7 separate regions of the Sus scrofa genome follow, and all the other regions are linked to region 1. The links are chromatin contacts, called in public Hi-C and HiChIP or PLAC-seq maps. All regions are on one chromosome and are shown on one strand. Each heading gives the region's core, a stretch centred on a gene start, on an enhancer-like site or on the middle of the called end of the contact. The rest is flanking DNA. Distances are from core to core; before and after follow the strand shown. Region 1 overlaps RREB1 (ras-responsive element-binding protein 1). Region 2 has its middle 71 kb from the start of LY86. Region 3 has its middle 170 kb from the start of LY86. Region 4 has its middle 140 kb from the start of LY86. Region 5 overlaps LOC110261768 (a long non-coding RNA gene). Region 6 overlaps LOC110261765 (a long non-coding RNA gene). Region 7 has its middle 120 kb from the start of LY86.

Region 1 (3,282 bases), core at 435-2,934:
GCTGCAGCTGCCAGCCTACATACACTGTAGCTTGCAGCACCACATACTTAACCAACCCACTGAGTGAGGCCAGGGATCGAACCCACGTCCTCGTGCCCTCACACATACTGGTTGGGTTCTAAACCTGCTGAGCCACAATGGGAGCTCCTACAAGTATTGTTAAAGCAGGCCTTAGGGTGTTCATTTGTGCTAATTTTGGATTTTGTGCTGATTTCATTTATTGTGAGTCATCTTGATTTGAAGGAGGGGGCTAATCGTTGGGGGGCCGAGTTCTAGTCCCAGTTCTGTAGAACTTTTCGGAAATCTCCAGTTTTCTCTGCTTTACCAACAGGGCATAGCAAAACCTCATTCAGAACTTGTGCTCAAACGCAGTGAGTGTTTGTGGGAGCATTTTGAAGGCTTGTAGGGTACCATGGAAGTGTGCTGGGTCGGGGGTCTTTCTGAGTTGGTGCTTTCAGAGCTGAAGGCACCCCTGTGATCACCTTCGAGAGGTGAGCACTCCGAGCTGTGTGACCCTGGCAGGTTCATTGACCTCCCTGTGTCTTGGTCACTTCATCTGTAGAAGGCGGTGCTACTGTGCCAATTGGAACATTGCAGGGGATTCATGATTTAACACATGCCAAGCACATAAGATAATGGTTAGTTAACTAGGACTTAGAAATAAATTTAAATAAATGGTCATTAATGTCGTTGTTCTTTGTGCCACTGAGGGAAGGTGTAACGGCTGAACAGTCATATAATGCCAGAAAATGAATGAAGAAGTTATTTTTCCCTTTGTTCTTTCCTAGATTAAACTGGTAATTTAAACATCAAAACTTTATTTAGAATATTTGAGTTGATCACACTGCCTTTATTTCATCTTCTCTGTAGAAAATCGCAAACAATGCGTTAAAAGAGCACTTGGTTTTCAGTCCTCAGTCGCAATCAGCACCACCTTCCCTTGTTGGTGAAACTGTGCTTTTGGAAAGAAATGTGTATAAAAATGTGAAAACACTTACAAAAATGTGCCAGAGAGAGTAGAGTTAGATTTATTTGTCCTGGTGGATCTGTTCCAGAATCTGATACTCCAGTGGTGAGCTGTGATCTCTCCTGAGCAAATACCTGTGTTACATTAATCAGGGGCCAGAGCCCCGCTGGGATGTGTGTGCAGGAATTAAAAAGAAGAGTGAGGGCCCGAGTCTGGAGTAGCTGCATCCTTGTTTGATTTTTCTAGGCGTGAAAGGAAGTCAGTGGACTGTGTGTTTGCTGCTCAAAACCAAGAAGTTCTGTGTCTCATTTTCCTTCTGCTGCTGCTGCTGCTGCTTTCAAGATCTGTGGCAGCAGCTGGGACTCTTGAGCCGGGAGCCGATGGCCAGGGCTGGGCACCTACCCCTAGGGCCCTGTTCTGCCTTCACTGTCACCTGCCCTGGGCCCCCTTACCTGTGACAGGACTCTGTGCTGAGTGTCAGTCCCTCCCCTCAGGGCTGCAGGACCCCTCTGTGATGTGAGTCCCTGTAGTGTGGACTTGTAGGTCGGGTTCTCCGAGGCCTAATCGCACAAGGCTGGTCCAGTGCCCCTGCCCTCAGCCCCCGGCTCACCCCGTTCTCAAGGTCATCTACACGAGCCCAAGTGCCGTGTGCCTGCGTATGTGTGCACGCACTCAAGTTTCCTGGCTGAGCCCCGCCTTGCCCGTGTTTACTGCCCAGCGGCGTGCTGGAGGAGGCAGATCTGGACTCCACCCCAGATTTTGGTTGCTTTAACCCCTAGAGGGCTTCACTATGCATCTCACAGTGTGGACCTCGAGAGCTGCATCCTTCTCCATTTCCAGTTATTCCTAGCTGATGAGGAGATACTCGTTGCAGCTACCCACTTTATAAAGCAACTCTCTCTCCTTTGGCCACGAGTCATTTTATGAGAGTTCATTTGTTGTCTTTGTTTATGAGGCTAATCAGTCCTTCTGTAGTGTTTCCTTCACTGTCGTTTTATGAGAGGACCGTCAACCAGTAGAACCGTCATATTTATTTAAAAAAAAAACATTTCACAGAATCAGGTAGCAGATCAAATTACGTGTGGTCACGTTGATAGTTGCAGTGTAGCATTAATAAGCCCATTACCTACACTGCACACAGAGTTTAAAACTTCGTTCGAAGGCAAGTGTGGGGAGTTGCCATCCTGGCTCAGCGATGAACGAAACCTGACTAGGATCCATGGGTACATGGACTCCATCCCTGGCCTCGCTCAGTGGGTTAGGGATCCGGCGTTGCCATGAGCCGTTGTGTAGGTTTTAGGCAAGGCTTGGATCCCAAGTTACTGTGGCTTTGGTGTAGGCCAGCAGCTACGGCTCCAGTTTGACCCCTAGCCCTGGAACTTCCACATGCCACACGTGCAGGCCTAAGAAGACAAAAATAAATAAATGAATAAATACATGCAAGCAAGTGTAAAGTGTAACAGAATCACTTTGTTGTGCAGCAGAAATTATCACCACTTTGTAAATCAGTAAATAAAATGCCACCAAAACTTTACAAATGTAAAAAAATAAAAAGGAATTGTATATTTGGTAAATAGGGAGACTTAGAGTGATGCCAGTTCCAGCTTATTTTGAAAAAGTTTGGAGGAGAGACCGTCTCAATTTAGTATCATATCCGGTATAGTTTTTCAAGTTGCCACATCCCTGTCTGCAGATTCTCATGTTTTTGAGGTTTGAAAATCCTTTATCCCAAACCTTTCTAAATAGCCTAGTTCCTGAGCAGAATAATAGGCTGCCATCACAGTGCAAAACACGTATCATGGAAACATCCCCGTGGCTCCGGCTTTTAACTTCCCAGAACTCCTTATCAGTCTGCTCCCATGTTGAAAGTTTGGATTGAGCCGTGCTTGTCTTCCAAAACAAACCTGGGAAACTGAGCCAGGGCCCGCCCTCTGGGAGCGTGCAGTGTAGGAAAAAGGGCACTGAGCTTTGCAGTTTGCACAACTTTCCAGAAAGTGCCAGACGGCAGAGCTGTGAAGAAGTGATGATACTTGAAAGGATTGAAAGGGATCTCATTTGGAAAGAATCCAATCTCTGAAATGGGTCTTTTTCTTTGGAAAATCGTAATTATAAAATAGGGAATTAACATCCATTTTGCTCCTCATCTTAGGAACTGTGGACTTTGGAGCTGTGCAGGGGGTCGTGGGGCGCATATCATGTTAGGGACACGCAGGAGAGAGACCCTGGCAGGAGCCAGAGCAGGCTTTTCTAACTCACTCCTCCATCCTCGGAAGAGGTCCCCTCGGGCGCCGGCACACCCTCCAGAGAGCAGGGGT
Region 2 (3,260 bases), core at 391-2,890, 410 kb before region 1:
AGCATGCTGGAGGATTCCGCAGGAAATAACAAGAAGCTGGGAGGCGGTGGGGTTGAGGGAGCAGCGCTGTGGCCGAGCCCTGAGCCACTCAGACAAGGTTTTTTCCAGCAGCAATGCCCACGTGTCTTCCTCTTGCAAGCACAGGTCTGATGGGCTTTCCCAGGATGTGTTTGATTGAAATGGATTTTTGCCACCTTCTCAGAGACAGGACTAGGGCCCTGCTCAGACAGCGGTAGGCTCTGGAGGCTTGCGGAAGCTGTTTAGAGTCCAGACCTGACCCCAAGGGTCAAAGACTGTAGTCGGGGTGAGAGCACAGACGGACGGAATGTGGACGTGATCCTGGAAAGAAGATAGAGGAGTCCCCCCCCGTCCCCAAACCCCAGCCTCCAGCCACTTTCACTGTGTGGCTCAAAACATATTGAGAAGAACAGAAATGGCCCTTAGGCTCCTCCATCCACTGCAGGCTTGCAGGGGACACGGCCCCCAGCTCCGTCAAGTCCCTGCCCAGACAAAAGACGGCGGAAGATCTCGTGGGCTGTGGCAACAGAGGGACCTGGCCTGAGGATTCGGAGAAGCAGCATAAGCCTCTGTTTCCTGGGGTGTTAAGCAGGGGCAAAGTCCGGACCGTGGGCGGGGCCAGGGCTGAGAAATGAGGTCAGACAGTTAAGTCCCTAGGACAGGGCTTGAGCGTTTGGGAAACTGGTTACAGACACTCAGCCCAGGGAGTGGCCACACAACAGAGAAAACTCACCAGCAGAGGCTGAGCGAGTCCTGGGCTTGTCACACCCATGGTTCTGTAAAGAACCAGCACACACACACACACACACACACACACACACGCGGCTCCTCCTCCATCCTACACACACCCACCAGGTCTGCCTAGAGCCACATCTTTGCTTCCAGCAAGATGCCCCTGGAGGTTTTCTCTTTTCCATCTGCCTGAAAATGGTCCAGAGTGTCCAGCGGGGGTGCAGTCCCCGCCCCCCGGGAGTCTGTACACCTGGGATGCCCTTGACTCTGGTCCACCATCCAGGGCTTACCCCAGCAGGCCGCTGCTTCCCCTGCAGCCAAAAAGAGTCACCTGCTGAGTGGGATGAGTGACTGGAGATGCTTGCCTCTATGGCTTCCGACTCGGAGACCGAGCCTCAGCTCTAGCACGCACTGGAAGCCAGGAAAGGAAAGGTCTCCTGCAAGGTTCGAGAGAAGGTGGGAACTCATAGGAGCCACTGGAGGAAAAGCCACTGCCATAAACACCACTTCCCACCTGCTGGCCCCTGAGCAGGAGCCGGCTCCGGCCCCAGGCGACCCTGGCGGCTGCTGCGGGGCCTGCTTGCTCTTCTCGCAGCTTCTGGGGAGAATCTGCACTATTTACAGCTGCCCTGGAGCTCAGCCTTTGCCCAGATCGATTCCAAATGCCTTCCTGACTGAACGGGGGCACCAGATGGGTCAGCCTTCTGTGTCTGAGCTTCCAAAGCTCTGCAAGAGGGTCTCCCAGGAGGCAGGAGGCAGGAGGCAACCGCCAGGCCCAGACTCTCCCAGTGTAACTGGGTTCGTGTGACAGAGCCTGGGAGGCCCTGGCTCACGGCTCCCTCAGCCCCGGATGTGGTTTGGAAAGTTGGTCTGGAATGTGTTTTCCCATCAAAACAAGGAAGTTTGGACAGTACGTTCGCAGGACTCCCTGAAAGCCAGTCAAACCCACTCTGGGCATTTTGCGCAGAGACCAGGGATCCAGGGAAAAGCCTGACACGTTGGGGGAAGGGGGAGACTGGACTGAGGTCAGATTTGGGGTGGGGGGAGTGACAAGATGGGCGGGGGAATGGAGAGGGAGCTGGGGGGGCACACAGAGGCCAGGCCGGATTTGGGGAGCCACTTAGGATTTTGATTTCCCTCGAAGGCAGGGGGACACCATTCAAAGGTTTGACACAGGGGAGCCACCCAGCTGCAAAGCGTGAAACCTTCCTCCTTCAAGACCCCCTGGGTGGGGGTGGGGACAGTGGCTGTGAGCTCAGCAGTGGGGGAGCATGCACTTGGGAGGAAGCTCTGGGCTCCCCCCCCCCACCAGGGGCCCCTGAGCATCTGGGCTTAAGCTTGGAGGGGGAGGTGTGTTTGTGCAAAAGGCCCACAGACGCCGAACCCCAGATGCGGGCTGGTTTTAGGTGGGGGCAGGTGTCCATAAACCAGGAGGCATCTGCGTTCTGCTTTCTTAAAAATGCCATTTTAGAGTTCCTGTCGTGGCTCAGTGGGTTAAGAACCTGACCAGTATCCGTGAGGGTGCAGGCTCGCTCCCTGGCCTCGCTCAGTGGGTTAAGGATCCGGCGTTGCCGTGAGCTCTGGCATAGGTCAAAGACACAGCCCAGATCTGGCGTTGCTGTGGCTGTGGTGTAGGCCGGCAGCTGTAGCTCCAACTCGACCCCTAGCTTGGGAACCTCCATATGTGGCAGGTGCAGCCACAAAAGGAAAAGAAAATGCCATCTCCCCCTGGCCTGGGAACGTCAACCAGCCTAGACACAGTGGCTCCATGGCTGTGCCAGGACTGAAAGAATATGGCACCAAAACGAAGAGTCTGTTTTCTGGAAGGCATTTGTTACCGCCAAACCTGGGACAAAACCAAACTCCACTGCGCTTCAAGCCAGAATAGATTAACTCTTCCTCGTGCCCAGATACAACCTGTACTCCCCCCTGTGAGCCTGTGGGGAGTCCCTTAAAGGTGACAGGTTACATGATCACAGTGTTTTTCCAAAAGGAAAGATAGTATAAATAAATACACCTGCAACGCCAATGATAACATTAAGTTTTTCTGTTTAAATAGATTAATAAATAAGTCCGCAGGGTACAATCAAGGTTGCTTAAGGTCGTGCGTGTCCCTAAGCACGAGTTAGTCAGTGTGAGAGCAGACAGGCCAGGCTTTTGTTTTGTTTGTTTGTTTTTTGTTTTGGGGGGTTTTTTGGAGTTTTGTTTGTTTGTTTGTTTTTTGTTTGTTTTAGGCTTTTGAATTTAAAGGTTTTTATCTAAGCCGAGCGACCTTGGAGCAAGTGAATATTTGTTCTCCAAACAGCACATTTCACAAGGCAAACATTTTAATTTCGCTTTATATTTATTTCCTTTATTTATACATTTCATCTGTTTATAGATTGTTTGCCTATTTATATTTTTTCATGTATTTATTTATTTGAGGCAAAAACCATGATTTAAAAATCTTAACCAAAAATACACCCGGTGAGGGAGTTCTGGTCGTGGCTCAGCAGTAACGAATCCGACTG
Region 3 (3,402 bases), core at 98-2,597, 320 kb before region 1:
TTGCCCAAGACTAAGGGCTTTCCCGGGGCAGTTTCATTGCTCAGGCTGGGAGAGTCCCTGGCAAATGGGACGGCTGGTCAGCCCAGTCATTCATGACATCCAGGACCTCAGAAGTGGCTCAGAAACCAAAGTGACCCTTTTGGGGAAGCTACTTAACTTCTCTGAGCCTCAGTTTCCTCATCTGTAAGATGGGCATAGACCTCACAAGAAAAGGATCAAACGCACGGAGCACTCCTCCAGCAGTGCCCGTCGCCCTGTGAGCCTCTCAGATGTCACCGTCAGGCCCTGGAGGGGCTCTGGGCCCCGAACCATCGGCCCCCGGGGGCAACCCCACCCACTGCCAGCCGCAGCCCCCGCTGCTCACAGAGCCTCAGAGCCTCATCTGTCCAGCCGGTTCGGGGCGGGGGAGGCTAATGCAGTGACAGAACCTTGCTTTTCGGGTCCAGACCCTCAGGCCCCCTCCCCTCTGCGAGTTCACCCTCTCCCAGTCTTGGGGAAGAAGAAAAAGAAGAAGGAGCCAGCTGGCTCAGAAGACTTTGCCTGGACTCCGCTGACCAGGCCTTGCGGGTAAAGGCGGCATAATTTCTGTGTCAAAGGAAGCGATCCGGATGTTAAGACTCAGACCGGCTGGAAAACCCCAGACCCTCCGTTCCTCACCACCAGACAAGGAAGTCTCAGCTGATCAATGGTGGAAGGTTCTCGGTGAGGGAGGCAGGGATGGGCAGGCCAAGAAAAGAAGTGACAGAAGCGTCCCGGCCTCGGGGCCTCAGCGCAGGGTCTGAAAGGCTGATGGCCAGCGCACCTGTTCCCCCCGTGATGTCTACAGGCATGGGGTGAGGTGGGCAGGCATTGTCCTTTGGTTGGTAGAGGGCACACAACCCAGCATCTCCTATAGAACATCAGGGGCCCCCATCTCACTTATGGTGACCTCTGAACCCAGCTGGGGTCAGAGCAAAGTCCAAGCCACACCTGGATCCTGCTGCCCCGCTGCCGGGGCCCAGGGTGTGTTCCTGGCTTCCCCTCCCAGGCCCTGCCTGTCTGGCCCCACGGAAGAGGAACCGTGGTCTCAAAGCCTTTACATGAAGGTCAGTGGCTCGGATGTTGCTATTTTTTAATGTTTATTGAATGCCCAAGGCATGTGAGCCCGGGGAGAGAGCAGGGGTGCACAGAGTGGGAGGGGCGGGGGGGGGGGGGGGGAACGCTCTGCAGATAAACACATGTGTGCATTCCAGAGCTCTGAGGGAAGGTACCCCAGCCCCCTGCGGGAGCGGCCTTGCCCACACTGTCACCTTCAGGGCCGTTCCAGAAGTTTCCACTCCAGGGCTTGGCGACAGGAGGAGCCAGAGCCTGAGGACCTCCTGGCTGCCTCTGCGGTTCAGCCACCAGCCCCAGCCTGCCGCCACTCCCCCTGCCTTGCTCTGCTCCCAGGCCTCTCCTGGCTCCCTTCACTGCGGGCGCTCAATAAAGAACAGCTGGAGGCAGGGGGCGGCCCTCCGTGGTCTTCCCAGGCGCCCTAATCTGGGACTCCACCTGTTCTTCCCCCAGGCTACGGGGTGGGGATTTAGTTTGAGTCAGGAGGAAAAGCCATCACCTTTGGGAGAGGCCTGGGGGTGCAGGGGGAGGGGCCGGCAGAGCTAGGGGTGCAGGGACCAGCCTGGAGAGATGCCGTCCTGGGTTTCCACGCCTTGAACCTTCCAGCTCACCTCTCCACCTGCCCCAGGGGTGCACTCACCTCCTGGGCACAAGGGAAACACACCCGGGGGCGGGGAGGAGCTGGCAGCCCCCGAGCTTTCTGGTGTATAGACTAACGGCTCTGGGTTCACACGCCGCTCTACCCCGACCTGGGTCAAGTCACTTCTCCTCTGCATCTTCGTTTTTTCACCTGGAAAGTACAGGGCTGGGGTGGGAAGGCTTTGCACCGCTCCTTCCAGCTCCCGGATTCAGCCACGTGGGCGGCGGAGGAGGGTGTGACGGGAGGGCCGCCGGCGGGAGCCTCCCGTGAGAAACGCTCGCTCAGGTCTCATTACTCATCTCGCGAGGCCACATCCCCTGGGTTGGGCACCGAGGCCCCACCCCCCAGGCCTTCATCCTTCACTTGCCAGTGACTCACGGCCCTGGGGACAGGGCATCATGAGCGCCCCTGCCAGCCAGCGCCCCGCGCCCCATCCCCAGGAGCCGCTGCTGGGAGCTGCCGGGCCGTCAGCTGTTCCTGAGCCACAGATGCTCCTTGAGTTACCAACCCGAGAGGACATGGAAAATGAAACAGGAGATGCGGTGAGCGGGGCCAGAGGGCTCCCGGGCGGCTGTGGAAAGACGGCCCAGCCAGAGTGACCGCGTTCTGTATTGGTTCTCTCGGGAAGACTTATATGGTTAGGAAAAGAGCCTCTTCCCATCACAAGACACAGCCCTGCTTTTCCGCAGCTCCACCAAAGCACCACCCCACCAACTGCAGACGTTGCCAGGCCCCAGAAGTGCCTGACAATGGCATGTCAGCGTCACAGCTATTTTTCCCCAAGCGCCTCACAGGAGGTGGGGAGCAGAGCCGCAGCGAGGCCCCCCCACGGCAGGGGAGTGTTCCCAGGGCCACCCAGCCGGCCACTCAGCAAGCAGGTGGCCTTCCTGGAGCCCAAGCCATGCGGCCTCTGCCCAGGGAAGCAGTCAGGGCAGCCGGGCCTGGGATATTTTCAGAAACATAGGGAATTAGGTCCCCCCCTCCGCCACAGCCCCAAGCATTCCCACCACTCTGGACATGGGGGAGCAGCCGGGCGGTGAGACGGCGCCCGGGGAGGGGGGGGAAATCTGGCCCATTGGACCTGAAGTCACGTGGCCGCAGCTAAAAGCCTGCTGCTGCCCAGCGCTGGGGCTGACAGCCCTGGCCTGGATGCGCTGGGGAATGGGTTTCGCGAGGTTGGATCGAGTGGCTGCTTTCCTGGAAGCCGGGCTTCTGGTTGCTAAGGCTGATAAGGCGGGCGGGGAAATGCTACCCCTGGCGCTCCTGGGAAAACACTTTGACATTGAAGAAGAGCTGGGACATGTTAACGGCTGAGAAAAAACAGCGCAGGCCCGGCTCAGCGGCTGCCCGACCAGCCCTGCGGAGGCTCCGATTAGCAAGTCAGGGCAGCAGCCAATCCGACGGGGCGGGCTCTGGAGGCTGCAGGACAGAGGTCCCCAAGGTCACACCACCCAACAGGGCCCCAGTGCGCCCTGTCTTCCGCCAGGTCCCCCAGGAGCGGCCCCCACTCTGGTGGCGTGGCCATGCACTGCATGGGCAGTCAGCTGCCCGGGGACGTGACCCCAGGCTCCAGCCCCTGGACACTGGACATGCGCCGATGCCCCAGGACCCCAGGCTGCTGCTAAGGAGAACGAAGGGGCTCTGCGACCGGGCTCGGGACGGCCCTGAGC
Region 4 (3,486 bases), core at 732-3,231, 350 kb before region 1:
CGGGTGCAGCCCTAGAAAAGACAAAAAAAAAAAAAAAAAGAATGGGACCAAACCAATAGAACCTGGTCACCTACTGTGAAAAGATACTGTAAAGAATACTACTAAATAGAAGATATTTGACTGTACTGGAGGAAAATGCTGTATAAATATAAACCTTTGTAGTTTCTACATAAAATAGCTTATGTAAACTTTCTTTACTATCTAGAGTCATATAAATACAGAAAGACACCTTAGTAATACTGCCAACTCAGACCTTGATAATTTCTTTTATATCCAAAGTTTTAAGCGCTAATATCCCTGTAATATAGTCATATCTAATCTCTCATATATCAGTTTCCTCATCTGAAGAACTGATTAGAGGTACAATCAATTTCCCTATATGATTCTGGAGCTCACTATAAGGAGCTAATGAAATAATAGATTCTATTGTGTGAACACTTTAGAAAATTAAGAATCCCATAAAAACAATTCTTATAAAAGTAAATATAGTTCTTTATACTAGACTTCCCATCAGGGAAATTGAGAAATATTGAATTTTTTTTGTCTTTTTTTGTCTTTCTCAGGCCACACCCGTGGCATATGGAGGTTCCCAGGCTAGGGGTCACATCAGACCTGTAGCCGCCGGCCTACACCACAGCCACAGCAACGCAGGATCCTTAACCCACTGAGCGAGGTCACAGATCGAACCCGCAACCTCATGGTTCCTAGTCGGATTTGTTAACCACTGAGCCACAATGGGAACTCCAGAAATACTGATTTTTATAGAAAAAAATGAAAACCTGTACTGGCCTGTGAAAAATATAAAATCCAGATTTCCCCTCAATCCATCCGTGTGGAGGAACTTTTTAGGAGGCCTCCAGGCAAGTCGTGGTGTGAGATGCGCCACAGAGTTCATATTAACATACAAAACTTTCAACTGGATGAGGGCAGGAGAGAACTAACCAGAGAAAACTGAAGATACACCCTCTGCTGTTACATGCGGAAGGCTTCCTGCCAGCAGGTGTATGTGCGTTTGCATGTATATGAATATGTATATACCTGCCTATATATTATGGATGTATATGGAAGTGTGTATGTTTGTGTACACACCTGTATTATGTATTGATGTGTCTGCATGTGAGTGTATTCATGCGTATGTGTGCGTGTGTATGCATGTGTATTGTGTTCATATGCGTGTAGGTACTTGTGTGTGTACATGTGTATTCATGTGTGCATGTGTGTACATGTATATGTATGCATGTATATGTTACTATGTATCTCTGTGTACATGTGTACATGTGTGTATTGTTTGTGTGGGTGTGTATGGGTGTACGTGTGTGTGCATGTGTGTTGCATGTGCATGCACGTGTGTGCAGATGTGTGCTGCGTGTGTCTGTGTTGAGGGTCAGAGGCACAGCCCTCTTAGGTACCACATGTCTTTCGCCATCATTCCTTCCAAAACAGGAAAAAGCCTCAGGCGAGCCACGCAGGCCTCAGAAACCTTGCGCTTCTGTCTCGGGTTCCGCCTGCGGGATTACCCCAGAGCGCCGCCGAGGCCGCGAAGCCCCGGCCCGCATCACCCACGGCAGCTCGGGCCTGAAGCAGGTGTGGCAGCGACACAGGTGGTTGGTTTGTCAGGGTCAGATTGGCACATCTCTAGCCTAGGGCTCTAGGGGAACGTTTAGATGTCGTTTCAGGGGTACGGTGTTCAGCTCCCCGGCGTCAAAGGCAGGCCCCTGCACGCTTCCCTCCCACATCCTGGTCTGGTGGGAGGGGAGAGGGCAAAGGGAAGGCGAGGAAGGAGGGAGGAGGGAGGGAGGGGGGAGGGGGAGCGAGAGGGGTGGGGCAGTGGGCGGGGAGGGAATGAGGGGGGCTGTCCTGCAGCCTTTCCGACTCGCCCCAGAAACCCCTTCTCAGGCACACGGGACTCCCCCGGCCCAGCCCTGGGAATCAGCCTTGTTTACCCAGCTCAGGGCGCTCCCTTTGCAGTTGCTATAGCAACCACCAGGGGTCAGTTTATAGAAGGAGACTCAGCGCTCCAGCTCCGTGCGGAGCCCAGCTGAAAACAATAGACCGGGACACCCGGGAAGGAAGCACATTGAAAACTTTGCCAGGAGCAGAAGCATCGCTCAGAGCAGAAGATATCCCTCGGCGATGCCGCGTTTCTTCTTTGCCGCTAGAGCTATTCTAGAACAGCGGAGGGGAGAGTGGGTCTAATCATTGCATCTTCCAGATTTTCCCCTCCCACCCTCTGCCACCCTTCCGCCCCCCGGCCCTCATGGCCTGAAGGCAGATGTTAGGAGTTGAGGTAACAAGGGCCGCTGACGGGGTTCATTTAAAGTGATAACTTCATTCATATAAGGTATTCACTGAGGATCAGAGAGATCCTTACAAACTCATTTTTCCGTCTTTCTCATGGGGACGGAGGCAGCAGCCACAAGAACCGCGGGCTCATCTAGAGGTGCAAGCCAAACAAAATGGAACAGAGAGCATGCTGGGAATCTCTCAGGATGCAGGATGCTAGGATGCTGTCCAGTGAAGACTTTCCAGCTCTAACCCGACTAGCCAACCAGATCTAGCAAATTTTAAAAGTACAGGGTGCCCAATTAAATGAGATTTTCAGATAAACAACAAATGGATTTTTACAAGCCTATCCCACGAAATCTTTGGGCTATCTATAGCGGAAGCTGAATTTAACCCAACCCTATTCTAATCCTCCTCATTACCGCTGCCTCCGGGAAAAAAAGCACGACACGTGAGTTCGTCCTCTGCGGCCAATCATGTGCCAGATCACCGTTTAGGGTGATCTGATCCTTGGACTATCCTGCCGACAGTGGAAAAATGAAAAGGCATTGTTTACCTGAACGTAAATAGTACACCAGAGGCAGGTCAACTGCCCATGGGCGGGCGAGGCTCCTGACCGTCGTCCCTCAGATCTAAACACCTGCTCTAGGAGTTTGATGGCTCAAAAGGAAAGAATCCAGTGCTGGTATGACTTTGACTTTTTCACAAAGTGTAAAAGTCAGCTTCCTAAAGAATAATGGTTCTTATTTCTTTGACAGGAAAAGCATTTTTTTTTCTTGGCCGTGGCCATGATCCCTCGGAAGTTCCTGGCTCAGGGATTGAACCCCTATCACACCAGCAACCGGAGCCACTGCAGTGACAACACCAGACCCTTAACCTGCTAGGCTGCCAGGGAACTCCAGGAAAAGCATTTTTAATGAGTTTTTTGTTTGTTTGTTTTTGTTTTGCCCAGGAATAAATGACTTTGGCTTCCCAGTGTTAGGCGGGGGAAACTGGAGTGGAAAAGACACTCAGGGGAGCTGGTAGGCGGTCTCTGTCCATGGGGTCCTCTGTGGTTTGGGGGCCTGGGCACTCACGTCCACAGTGAGAAAGCAGCATCGGCTTTAGCAAAGTCACCCTCTGCCCAGCTCGCCTTTGGCTCAGGTTTTGCTGCTTCATCACCAAGGCGAGGCCGGCCCCAAGAAAGCTGTGCCGACTTTCGTA
Region 5 (3,730 bases), core at 919-3,418, 290 kb before region 1:
TATATTTTCCCATGTAGACATTTCCTTTTTTTCTTTTTTTTAATCAAATCTATGCATCTTTTTTTTTCTTTTTTAATGCTCTCTGGGTTTCCTGTCTATTTAAAAAGCAATCTCTATTTGTCCTCCTAAATTTGATCCTACTCTTTTTATTGTCATGTCCTCGTCCTCACTTTCTAACGGAGCTAAGGCAGGAAGCAGGGGCTGAGAAAGGAGGGATCCCTGAATTCTACGCCTTAGGTCTCTTCTGCTTGTATTCTCCCTTCTGACTTAATTTTTTCTTGTCTTCCATCAATCTCCTCTAAAATATTAGCAACCCGCAGAAGTAAAACCTCAAGGCTTTTTCCAGCCAATCAGGCTAGAGTTCATCAGCGTCCCAAGGACAAACGTCCTGGGAAAGATAAAAAGCCAGAAACAGAGAGAAGGTGGAAGAAAGGAGAGGAGGGATGGTTGCATGCACTCGTACTTTGATCCAAGCGTCAGAAACAGATTGGAAGCTTCCAGCAGCAGAGCCTAGAAAGACTCAAGACTCAAGCGACAGGGTGGCCCTTGTCCCCCAGGGGTTTATCGTGGCATAAAGGAAACTGAAGCCCACCCAGAAACAGGAGAGGACAGGGCAGAGCATCCGGGGTCTGGACGCAGGGCAGAGAAAGAAGGAGGTCGCTTCTCTTGGGTGATCAGAGGAGACTTCAGAGAGGGGGTGAGTTGAAGGTGACTTTTCAGTAATGGCTAGAATTTTATCAGGTAAAAGAGGAGGGATTTCAGAAGAACATGGCATAGGCAAGGACAGAAATGTGGGAAGGAAGCGAGAGCACTTTTAGAGAAGGGACTAATCTCGTCTGACCAAAAAAAAAAAAAAAGACATGTAGAGGTAAAAAATAATAATAATAATTTTTAAACATTTAAAGGTTTTTAAAAACTTTTAACAATTAAAATTTTTTTTAATGTCTTAAAGTACATACAGAGAAAGAGTAAGAGATGAGCTGGAAAGGCCACTTGAGTCCGGCACTCAGGAGGCTGAGAGGTCTGGCCCTGACCCTGCAGGCAGTGGGGGCACAGGTGCAGGCGCAGAGCCACTGGCCTGGGTCAGCCCTCTGCTGGAGCCCGCCCTGCCAAGAAGAGAGGGGCACGGTAAGGCTCCCAACTCCATCTGACCTTAAAATCACCCAGGATCATCTTTAAAAATGACCAGATGATCGATCATAGTTAACATACTCAGTGGGTCCCACCACAAATCTCTAGAATCCAAAACTCCTGGTGATTTTAATGACATGCCATTTGGAAAACTTCTACTTCTGGCTAAATCATTCCCCAAAGAAAGCATAACGATATCTGCAGGAATCCTTGGAAATTATTCATGCCCCACCACTTCCTCTAGTCTGTCTTGTCTGTGCAAATGCAGCTAGTCCACAGCAGAGATCTGCAGCTTGGCTGTCCAGCAACTCCTTTCTCCTATAACCATCCCCAGATCCCTACAGATCACCTGCTGCCCCATTCTCAGCCCACTGGCTTTGGGTAGAGGCAGCTGGCAGGGAGTGGATCGTATGACCTGGGTTAGCCAATCAGTAGATGATACACTCTCCTGGCCGTATGATTGGTTCAGGGGCAGGCTGTTGGCCCAATCAGAGGCTCTGAGGCTTTGCTTGGGAATCGTAAGCCAATCATCTTCGCTTTTTGAATCCAGCATTCCCCCCCCCACACACACACACACCTTGAGAGCAGCTGGCAGCCGTCCTGCAAAGGGAGAGCCCTGACTCAGAAAAGAAGTCACACCAGGGCTGGGCTCTATCACCTGAGGCTTGAATACAATCTCACCTCAAGCCACACCCCGTGTACTCTGGACTCCTTGGTTACACCAGCCGGCATATTCCGTTTTGCTAAGCCTATTTAGATCAGGCTTCATGCCAGTTGCAACTGAATTATCACTGATAGAAGGTACAGAGTCTTTCAAGTACAAGGAAAGCAGGTACCCTTAGTCATCTTCAAAGGAAGCTGTCCTCCTGAGACAGAGGCAGACTGCTGGCACCTTGAGCTCATTTCAAAAATTCTTTTGGAAGCTTCTAGAGACAGCAACGAAAATGGTTTCTTTGTTAGGCCAAAGAACCTCTCTCTTGATGATGCAATAATTCCATCTCCCTGTGTGTGGTGACTGGGCAATGTGTTTAAAGGACACACGGTAAAAATCTTCTTTATATTATCTAAGCATAAAGAGTTCTGCAAAAATCAGGAAGAACTGTGCTGGCTGGGACCTGGAAAGTCAGTTCCTGGGTGTCCTCCTAAGGGGTCTATCAGTGTGACTGATGGTTTATGTGAACATATGTCAGACACAGCACCTGCTAACAGGACACAAGTCTGTTTGCTTTTCCCTTTGAGACTTTGCAAAGCAACAAACCTGGGAGAAACTTTTTGAATTTCCATGTCACAGGTGAGGAAAAGAGGAAGGAAGAAAAAGAAAAACGAGAGAGAAAGGACCCAGACAGGAGAGTCTGGGAGTCATTTTCTCTGTTCTAATTCTGGCAGCGAGCCCCTTCCTTTCCCCAGACCACCTCAAGGAGAGTTCACCGGACATGTAGGTGCAGATAAATAGCCTGCCCTCTGACAGGCTTCTGGCAAAAAGACTTTCATTTTTGTGTTTAAATTTCAGGACTAAGGAGACTGATGCTTTATTATCCAAAAAAACTCACCTGCCCAGACTTGGTACTTTCTGACAAATAACCTAAGACAAACCCATGTCGTATTACTGTCTGGACTCTAAAGAGTATTTTGAAGCCCCTTCGAGTGGTATCTGCACTGTAAGAAAAAGAGCAGTGAGGGTTATTCCCAGGCTAACATCAGCGGTGAATTTCCCTGAAGGCTCTCTGTAACCATGCAGTGTTCCCCCCGACACCCTGAAGGGCCGCTGTGAAGGCCAGCGAGTACCACCAAGGTTCAATCCCTGACACCCTCACCAACCTTCAGGACTGAGAAACGTGTGTTCGGCTTGCTGAACATTTCAAAAGCCTCTACCTCTTCCAAGGGAGCGAGCCGGGGAGAAAAGCATTGATACCAGGACCAGAATCGAAGGATAGATTCTACAAACTCCAAACCAAATCCTTTGTCCATCGAGTCATCCATTCAACAAATACGGGTTGAGGTCCTCCTGGGTGCCAGCCCCAGTCTCGCGCTGGAGGTAAAACACCAAGCAGGCCAGTTAAGTCCCAAGGAACTTCCACATTCGAGAGAAGGAGGATGATAAAAACAGGTGAAAAATGCCTGGGTACTGGAATAGCAATAGCCTAGCACGTTAGGCAAAACTAAAGCCGAGCGGGGACGTTGGGGTCGAGAGAGGTCATAGGCCTGGAGTGCTCAGGTGATGCGAAGAAAGGCCCCAGTGTGGCGGTTCTGAGCCGAGCAGCCCAGGGGGAGGAAGGGGCCAAAGCCTGCGGGCGGTGGGGGCCAGGTTTGGAGGCTGATGCGATGGTGGGGCAGGAGGTGAGAGCAGAGAGCTGCCCGAGACCCCCTGAGGGAGCTCACAGATCCTCATAGGCGTGGAAAGGAGAGTGGGTTCTAATGGAACCATGACCAGAAGCCGCGAGGGGGTCTAAGCAGGGAAGTAAAGGGATTTGTGTTGCGCTCTGGGGGCCTGCGAGGCATGGATGGTAGGAAGTGAAAGCAGAAGCGAGGAAGCCGGCGGGGAGCCTGTCCAGTGATGTCACTGGGGCTGCCCGCCGTCCGTGCTCTCAGCTCTCCCCCC
Region 6 (3,475 bases), core at 858-3,357, 400 kb before region 1:
GAGGTTGCACATTCAATCCCTGGCTGCGCTCAGTGAGTTGGGGATCCAGCAGTGCCGTGAGCTGTGGTGTAGGTCACAGACGCAGCTCGGATCTGGCGTGGCTGTGGCTGTGGTGTAGGCCGGCAGCTATAGCTCCAATTCGACCCCTAGCCTGGGAACCTCCATATGCTGCAGGTGCAGCCCTAAAAGACCAAAAAAAAAAAAAAAAAAAAAAAAAAAATCCCAGTGAAGACCATTTGCACTAAAATCTCCAGGCACTGGTTTTTTGTTTTGGTTTTTGTTTTGTTTTTTTTCCTGGGTTGAGAATTACTGCCGCCAATAAACAATTTCAGATGCTGCCAGGCCAGGGCTGGGCTGAAGCTCCCTGGCACCGAAGAAGCACGGGGAGACCACTGAGAATTCTGACGGGTGACCTGCCAGCCACAGAGGGAGGGGCTGGGAGGAGGAGCCGAGAATCTGGCCCTTAAGGAGGATGGAGGCCGGCTTAAATGACTTTTTACAATTGCCTACCTTAGCGTGACACTTGCAAGCTTAGGACGAAAGGCAGGCAGGAGGGAGGGAGCGAAGGCAGGACAAGAAACCTGTCCATTTGGAAAGCTCGTCCCACCTCCAGCTGACGGCTTCCAGGAAACGGAAGGAGAAAGAGGAAAACAAACCAGTAAAGGTGCCTCGTAAACTTTTACTCCACCGCCCCAGACACACGGGCATGCAGGACTGGAGAGGCCCCTAGATCACCTCCCTGGCCCCATTTCCTGGATGAGAAAACTGAGGCACAGAGAGGTCCCGGGAAGGGATGAGCGCTCACAGCTTTGCACGGAGCCCGGTGCTTCAACAGCAGGCTTCCCACACGCAGCCCTCCCCTCTCCACGGGGTTGGGCGGGGCGGGGTCCGGCCTGTCTCCTTCTCGGCAGGGTGAGGGCGAGCCTTCCTGAAGAGCTGGCGGGAGAGATATCACCCACTCTCTTTCCAGAAAAATCCTCCATGTATATATTTCCACGAGGCTGGGCACATAGTAGGTCAGCGGCCCATGGTCAGGACTGTGGCAGCCAATCTCCTATTTGATGGAGCCCAGGGGTTGACTATTGCCTGAGTGTCTAACAAGCTCTGGGCTTGAGCTGCACCTGCTCCTCGGCGTCTGACCACAGTCGGCACCTGTAATGGACCCCCCTGGGGCTCCATCTAAGCAGGAAGGGGGCTCCACTCTCCAGCGAGCCCACCTACACCTCTCCGCCCTGGCCTCCCCTCCCTGCCTGGATCTTATCAGGGACCAGGTCTCTCTGTCCGTTGCTACGGCCACCAGCGTCAACCCAAGCATCTCGGCACTGTGGTGCTCATGGGTGCTTTTATTTATTTATTTATTTATTTTGTCCTTTGTCCTTTTAAGGCCACACTCCAGCATGTGGAGGTTCCCAGGCTAGAGGTCCAATTGGAGCTACAGCTGCTGGACTACGCCACAGCCACAGCAATGCCAGATCCGAGTTGCATCCGTGACCTACACCACAGCTCGCGGCAACACCAGATCCTTAACCCACTGAGTGAGTTCAGGGATCGAATCTGCAACCTCAGGTTCCTAGTCAGATTCACTTCTGCTGCGCCACGATGGGAACGCCATGCTCATGGGTTCTGGCCAACATCCAGGCAGATGCTAAGCAGTCGGGGAAGGAGAGGTTTTGCTCTGAAAGCTGTCCCAGGGCTATTCCGTGGGACCCTCTGGACTGTTGACCAAATCTTTCTTTTCCTTTCCTCTTTTTTTTTTTTTTTTTTGGCTTCACCCATGGCATACAATAATTCCCAGGTCAGGGACGGAACCTGAGTTGCAGCAGCAGTCCAAGCCACACAGTGGCAATGCCAGGCCCTTAACCTGCTGCACCACCAGGGAACTCTGGCTGAGTCTTTCAAAGCTGTCCATTTGGTGGCATCTGTGACCAGGCAGGCAAGGTTCTTTCCTCTCCTGTGCCAGCTTCCTGACGCCTCTGACGCCAAATGTCAAAGAGCTGAAGAAAGCTGATCCCAGAACCTGGGGCACCAGCTGGTTACCAACCCCTGAAAACTTTACCAGTTGCCACCAGTTCCAAATCTCCCAGCTCTTAAGAGAGTGGTGAGGACTGTCACCCCACGAGGTCCAGCCCAGCCCATTCCAGATGCTCCCAAGTGACCTGTGACCTGGACAGGCTCGGAGAGAAAGATACCAGCCCTGGGAGAGGCAAAGAAGCACCCAGTTAGAGGCTAGCGATGTCCCCTCTTCAAAAACAAGCCAAGGCAGGAGTTCCTGTCGTGGCTCTGCGGAAACGAATCCGACTAGTACCCTAGAGGAGGCGGGTTTGATCCCTGGCCTCGCTCAGTGGGTTAAGGATCCAGTGTTGCTGTGAGCTCTGGTGCAGGCTGGCAGCTGTAGCTCCGATTGGACCCCTAGCCTGGGAACCTCCATATGCCACAAGTGCAGCCCTAAAAAGACAACAACAACAACAAAAACCGAGGCAGACCTCTGGCGTACAGGCGCACAGCCGGCACTGGGGCTCTGCGGGCCCTGTGCTTGCATTCGCTGCCATCACAAGCAGAGGGGGACTCCGAGGGGCTCCCCACCGAACACCACACGGCAGGGCACATCTGTCCCTTGAGGTGGGCAGCCTGCTGTATCCTCATCAGGACTCTCCCAGAATCCTCTACCGGGAACCCACCGGGGGTCAGAAAGCAGCGTGTCGCCAAAGAATGCTGCCTTCACTCACTGCGGGTCCTTGACTCCTCCTCTGAGCTCACAAAGTCACAAAGACGGGAGCCCCCCGCCCCAGGGACGTGCCCACACTGAGAGAGTGCGGCCTGGCAGTGGGGGGAGCAGGAAGGGGCTCATAGCTGTTGCTCATGTAAGAAGGGGTTGGGGTGGGACAGTCGGTGTCCACTTCTCCTGACCCAGCCACAGCAGCTCCAGCGACTTCTGGGGTCCAGGGCCACCAAGCCCCCTCTCAGGTCTTATTTTTGCCCTTGATCTGCCAAGAGGCACTTTGCTGAGCCATGTCTTGGCTCAGGAGTTGTGAATAAAGAAGAGCATAGGGAGTTCCCATTGTGGCTCAGCAGTAACGAATCTGACTAGTATCTATGAGGACGCAGGTTCGATCCCTGGCCTCACTCGGTGGGTTAAGGATCCAGCATGGCCGTGATCTGCAGTTGCAGACGTGGCTCAGATCTGGCATTGCTGTGACTGTGGCATAGGCCAGCCGCTGCAGCTCCGATTCAACCCCTAGCCAGCCTGGGACCCTCCCTATGCCGCGGGTGCATCCCTAAAAAGGCAAAAAATAAAAAAGGAATAAGAGCATGTTAGGACTGAGTTGCCTGGGGGGGGAGGCATCTTCTTAGGAAGTAATGTAGAAAATACCCCTTTCCAGTGGGAGGGAATATGACCATAATAATAACTAGTGAAAAATTAATGAAAAAGATGCTGAAAGAGGTTTTAACTTCTTTGTACTTTTCTGTGCTCCCC
Region 7 (3,601 bases), core at 973-3,472, 370 kb before region 1:
TTAGAACAAATAAAAGCCAAAATTGCTATGCAAAATAGAAGTCAACCAGCCACCATAAGCATGAACAGCAGGGTTTGGTGCCACCTGCCTCCTTGCAAGTGGGCATCTCTGACTGGCATCCTGACCACCAGCTGTTTAGACACATTCCTAGAAGCATTGTTTCAAGCTATCGGAACTTGGCCGTTTAGAAGGTGCTAGAAACTAGTGCAACACTCTTAGCCACATGGCCCAAACGAAAAAGCAAATCATTCCTATTTAATGACTAATAATGAAACAATAAGGTTATGCCCACTGTAAAAATGTCAACAAGCTGGAGACATATTAAGAGAGCAGAACATTCGAGCCAGATGATGCAAAAAAGACAGAAATGGAGAACTTGGGGAGACTGCCGCTGGTCTGGGGTCAGGCTGGTAAGGAGGTTTCCTGTCACGTGGGAAGGGCCACCAGAGGCCGGCAGCTACCAGGAAGGCCTGCAGTGAAATCGTGGCGGCCTCATGAGCCCAGCTGGGAAGATGGAGAGACGCCAACTGCAGGTGGGAGGACTGTCACCCGTGTGTCTGCAGCCATGACCCAAGGCCCCCTGGCACTGGCTGGCAGCTATACAAAGGTCAGGAGGTGACCACACTCGCTAGTACAGGGCATCACTAGTACAGGGCAGCTGTGGCCTGAGCAGGAGCTTCACGCCTATCTTCTTAAGTATCTTCCATAACGAAGAGCCCAGCCCCCGCTTCTCTTCCCATCTCTAGACCCCACCCCCACCAGGTCACTAAAGCATCCCTGGAGGTGTCTCTAAGTGTTTCTTCTTTATTTTCTCTTTTTAGGGCCGCACTTGTGGCATATGGAAGTTCCCAGGCTAGGGGTCCAGCTGGAGCTGCAGCTGCCAGCCTACACCACAGCCACAGCCACAGGGGACCTGGGCCGCATCTGCAACCTACACCACAGCTCACGGCAACACCAGATCCTTAACCCACTGAGCAAAGGCCAAGGACGGAACCTGCATTCTCATGGATACCAGTTCTTTGCTCTTAACCCACTGAGCCACAATGGGAATTCTCTATAAGCATTTCTAAATGTGTCTAAACCCAAGTCTTAATCCCCTCAACAGACCTGAAGCTCCTCTAGGCTTCCGTTTCAGTGGCGTCACCACTGTCTACTCAGCCGCTCACCAGAAACTGGGAGGCATCCTTGCTTCTTCCCATCTGAGCCCAGTCTCCATTCTCCGTGTTTGTGGCTTCCACCTGGACCAAGCCACCGTCATCACTTGCCTGGACTTTGGTCAGAGCCTCCTAAGCTGTTGCTTCCTTCGTGACCCACCCCCACAGGCCCATCCCCCCATGGCAGATAGGACGGTCCTTGCAAAGCCAGAGTCCCAGGGCTTCCCCTTCCCGCAGCTCTGAGGGCACATTCCAGCTTCTGGAGGATGCCCCCTCCTGGGGCAGTGTCCACCTCTCCTTCCTCCTAGGGGCACTTGGACCAACCCTGCTTCTCTGGGTTCCGTCCTTACTGAGTTCTCTTGCTTCTACCAGTACTTTCCAAAGAGCAATCATGTTCCCTTTCAGGCTAAAATGCAAAATAGAGCCTGGCTTATCTCCCAAGAAGGCCAAACTCCAAGTCAATCCTGGAACATCTTTTGCCCACTTGAAAATTCTTGAAAAGCAACCGCTGATTCCCAGCCAGGCTCCCTGCCCCCGTGCTCCCCCGCCTCGTCCACTCTGCATCCTCTGCAGCCTCTGGTCACCGCTGCAGCTGGGCTCTGCCCCTTCAGAAGCCGACGCTCCAGCGAGGTGGGGGATTTATGGTGGAAGGTTACACAGAGCGTAAATCTGGCCTCAGGAATCAAGGGCTGTGACATTTTTACGGCCTCCTCCTCCAAGCCCCTGCGTGGATATGAAGCAACCAGAGGGAAGAACATCTGGTTTCACTTTTTTTATTCACTACCCCAGCTCCCATCTGACAAAACCCTCCGTCTTGCCAGTGTTCTGGTGGATGGTGGAATGAATGAGCCCTGGGGCAGCTCTCTGCCGCAGATCTGCTTTTCCTGGCTCATCACGGGGTAAAGAAACCGCGGGGACCAACGGGCCGCCACCGCTGCACTGAAACAAAGCGTGTACCCAAGTTGAGGCCGGGGTGGCAGGCTGCGAGCTCGCCTGACTTACGGAAGGACATCTACCAGGGCGGCGAGGGCTGGCCCGGGCCTCCCCGCTCGCAGGGGGCGTGGCCGGGACGCGCGCGATGAATGCTGGGACTTGTAGTCTCTGTGGGCAAGATGGCCGCCAGTGAGAGTCGCACACCGCCGTCGCTGGCCGGGACTTAGCAAAGTAAGGGTTCCCGTAATGACTACAGGTCCCCTGGAGGAAGGCACACCAGAGATAAGAAGCCGCTCCAATAAGTATCTCCTGTTCCGCGTGGCTAGCCCAGAGCCCCACCTCACGGCAGAGGCTTGCTTCTCAGCTGATGGCGAGGCCCTGCGGGAGCCAGTTAGAAAAATGTGCCCCTTGTCACTCATGCCGACTGACCGTAGCCAGTCAGGTAATTGACCAGCAGGGAGGATGAGAACCAGGCTTCTGGCTCTCCCTGTCCCGCTTACTAGATACCACTCCATCAGCCCGGGTAATGGGAGCCCTAATCTTTCATCACCTGCTCCCTAAGCTGTGCGCTGGCCGGAATGTTCCAGAAAAGATGGAAAGCAACAAAGTCCAAGCAGGACAGTGCACCGGGGCCCTGTGAGGACGGCCCGAGTGGCCAGATCTCCTGCTCCCCCTCCCCCCGCCCCCGTCTCCAGGACTCCAAAAGCAGATCCCCGCAGACCGAAATCCCTCCAGAGTCCTCACGGCCTGTTGAACAAGCTCGTCTGTACAGTGCGCATCTATCCTTCTCACTCACTGCTGCCCCAACTCGCACCCTAGGAGGGTTATGTGCAGATGCGAATGGTGACTTTTATGAGCTGCCCGAAGCTGTGTGCCCAGAACTGCACTGGATCCCAGAAGGCGGTGCCGTTACGTCCATTTTTCAGATGGTGAAATGGAGGCATGGAAGTTAAAGCCTCTACCACCTGCTGCCCTCAAACCTGAAATCCAGCAGGTGGTTCTGCGGAGGTAAGCATGGAGCCAAGCAGACAGTCGGCACGGGAACCGCAGCATCACCCACCTCGGGAGGGCCTCATGCTGCTGCCGCCAGCACTGGTGAGTGGCCTCTGCTCCCAGAGTTTACTCCCTTGACCCCCCCCCCCATTGACCTCCAGCAGAGACCCTGATCCCTCGGGGGCTGTGCTCTGGCCTGGCTGGTGGGGGGACTTTAAACCCCCCCCCCATGCCTGGATTCCAACATAGAGATTCTGATGTAATGAGCCTGCGAGGTGAGCCTGGACATAAGGGAGGTTGAAAAGCTCCCTGGGGGATTCTAATAATGTGACCAAAGTGGACACACTGACCTAGACTCAAACTTCATCAGAATAACACAAACCAAGCCTACAGACGCCCGTCATGGGCAGGCACCCAATGCCGTGGGCATCCCTTCTGTTTGAAAGGCAGAAGCACCCAGCAAGCATCAAAGGCAGGTGACTTAAGGGCTTCAGTCCCTCACTGACCCCGCTACTCCTCTC

The links. Hi-C and Micro-C count contacts between places; a contact is called where the count stands out from the background. HiChIP or PLAC-seq counts read pairs in DNA pulled down with a chosen protein or histone mark.
Region 2: a contact with region 1 is called in a Hi-C map of liver, with 3 times the contacts expected there. The contact joins two enhancer-like sites. A contact is called at or near these places in 1 of 47 Hi-C or Micro-C datasets (liver) and 1 of 2 datasets of contacts at active chromatin or transcription factors (alveolar macrophages).
Region 3: a contact with region 1 is called in an H3K27ac HiChIP or PLAC-seq map of skeletal muscle. The contact joins two enhancer-like sites. A contact is called at or near these places in 2 of 47 Hi-C or Micro-C datasets (liver and skeletal muscle) and 1 of 2 datasets of contacts at active chromatin or transcription factors (skeletal muscle).
Region 4: a contact with region 1 is called in an H3K27ac HiChIP or PLAC-seq map of skeletal muscle. The contact joins two enhancer-like sites. A contact is called at or near these places in 2 of 2 datasets of contacts at active chromatin or transcription factors (alveolar macrophages and skeletal muscle).
Region 5: a Hi-C map of liver shows a contact between it and region 1, with 4 times the contacts expected there. The contact joins two enhancer-like sites. A contact is called at or near these places in 2 of 47 Hi-C or Micro-C datasets (both in liver) and 1 of 2 datasets of contacts at active chromatin or transcription factors (alveolar macrophages).
Region 6: an H3K27ac HiChIP or PLAC-seq map of skeletal muscle shows a contact between it and region 1. The contact joins two enhancer-like sites. A contact is called at or near these places in 1 of 47 Hi-C or Micro-C datasets (liver) and 2 of 2 datasets of contacts at active chromatin or transcription factors (alveolar macrophages and skeletal muscle).
Region 7: a contact with region 1 is called in an H3K27ac HiChIP or PLAC-seq map of skeletal muscle. The contact joins two enhancer-like sites. A contact is called at or near these places in 1 of 47 Hi-C or Micro-C datasets (skeletal muscle) and 2 of 2 datasets of contacts at active chromatin or transcription factors (alveolar macrophages and skeletal muscle).

What each region holds. Positions count from the first base shown.
Region 1 is chr7:4,590,812-4,594,093 of Sscrofa11.1, forward strand. All of the region lies in intron 6 of RREB1 (ras-responsive element-binding protein 1), which reads left to right. Among named protein-coding and RNA genes, the nearest start is that of RREB1, 80 kb to the left of the region's middle. Within about 2 kb of position 1,685, at least 17 of the 83 cell types and tissues checked have an H3K27ac peak or open chromatin away from gene starts, as enhancers often do. A contact at or near this core is called in liver and skeletal muscle, where this site is marked.
Region 2 is chr7:4,176,996-4,180,255 of Sscrofa11.1, forward strand. No RefSeq gene overlaps it. Among named protein-coding and RNA genes, the nearest start is that of LY86, 71 kb to the left of the region's middle. Within about 2 kb of position 1,641, at least 39 of the 83 cell types and tissues checked have an H3K27ac peak or open chromatin away from gene starts, as enhancers often do. A contact at or near this core is called in liver, where this site is marked.
Region 3 is chr7:4,271,779-4,275,180 of Sscrofa11.1, forward strand. No RefSeq gene overlaps it. Among named protein-coding and RNA genes, the nearest start is that of LY86, 170 kb to the left of the region's middle. Within about 2 kb of position 1,348, at least 44 of the 83 cell types and tissues checked have an H3K27ac peak or open chromatin away from gene starts, as enhancers often do. A contact at or near this core is called in skeletal muscle, where this site is marked.
Region 4 is chr7:4,244,515-4,248,000 of Sscrofa11.1, forward strand. No RefSeq gene overlaps it. Among named protein-coding and RNA genes, the nearest start is that of LY86, 140 kb to the left of the region's middle. Within about 2 kb of position 1,982, at least 16 of the 83 cell types and tissues checked have an H3K27ac peak or open chromatin away from gene starts, as enhancers often do. A contact at or near this core is called in skeletal muscle, where this site is marked.
Region 5 is chr7:4,297,828-4,301,557 of Sscrofa11.1, forward strand. It overlaps LOC110261768 (a long non-coding RNA gene), which reads left to right. Exons shown (of 4, transcript XR_002346278.1): 4 at 1-3,730. Among named protein-coding and RNA genes, the nearest start is that of LY86, 190 kb to the left of the region's middle. Within about 2 kb of position 2,169, at least 12 of the 83 cell types and tissues checked have an H3K27ac peak or open chromatin away from gene starts, as enhancers often do. A contact at or near this core is called in liver, where this site is marked.
Region 6 is chr7:4,194,319-4,197,793 of Sscrofa11.1, forward strand. All of the region lies in intron 2 of LOC110261765 (a long non-coding RNA gene), which reads left to right. Among named protein-coding and RNA genes, the nearest start is that of LY86, 88 kb to the left of the region's middle. Within about 2 kb of position 2,108, at least 3 of the 83 cell types and tissues checked have an H3K27ac peak or open chromatin away from gene starts, as enhancers often do. A contact at or near this core is called in skeletal muscle, where this site is marked.
Region 7 is chr7:4,224,804-4,228,404 of Sscrofa11.1, forward strand. No RefSeq gene overlaps it. Among named protein-coding and RNA genes, the nearest start is that of LY86, 120 kb to the left of the region's middle. Within about 2 kb of position 2,223, at least 66 of the 83 cell types and tissues checked have an H3K27ac peak or open chromatin away from gene starts, as enhancers often do. A contact at or near this core is called in skeletal muscle, where this site is marked.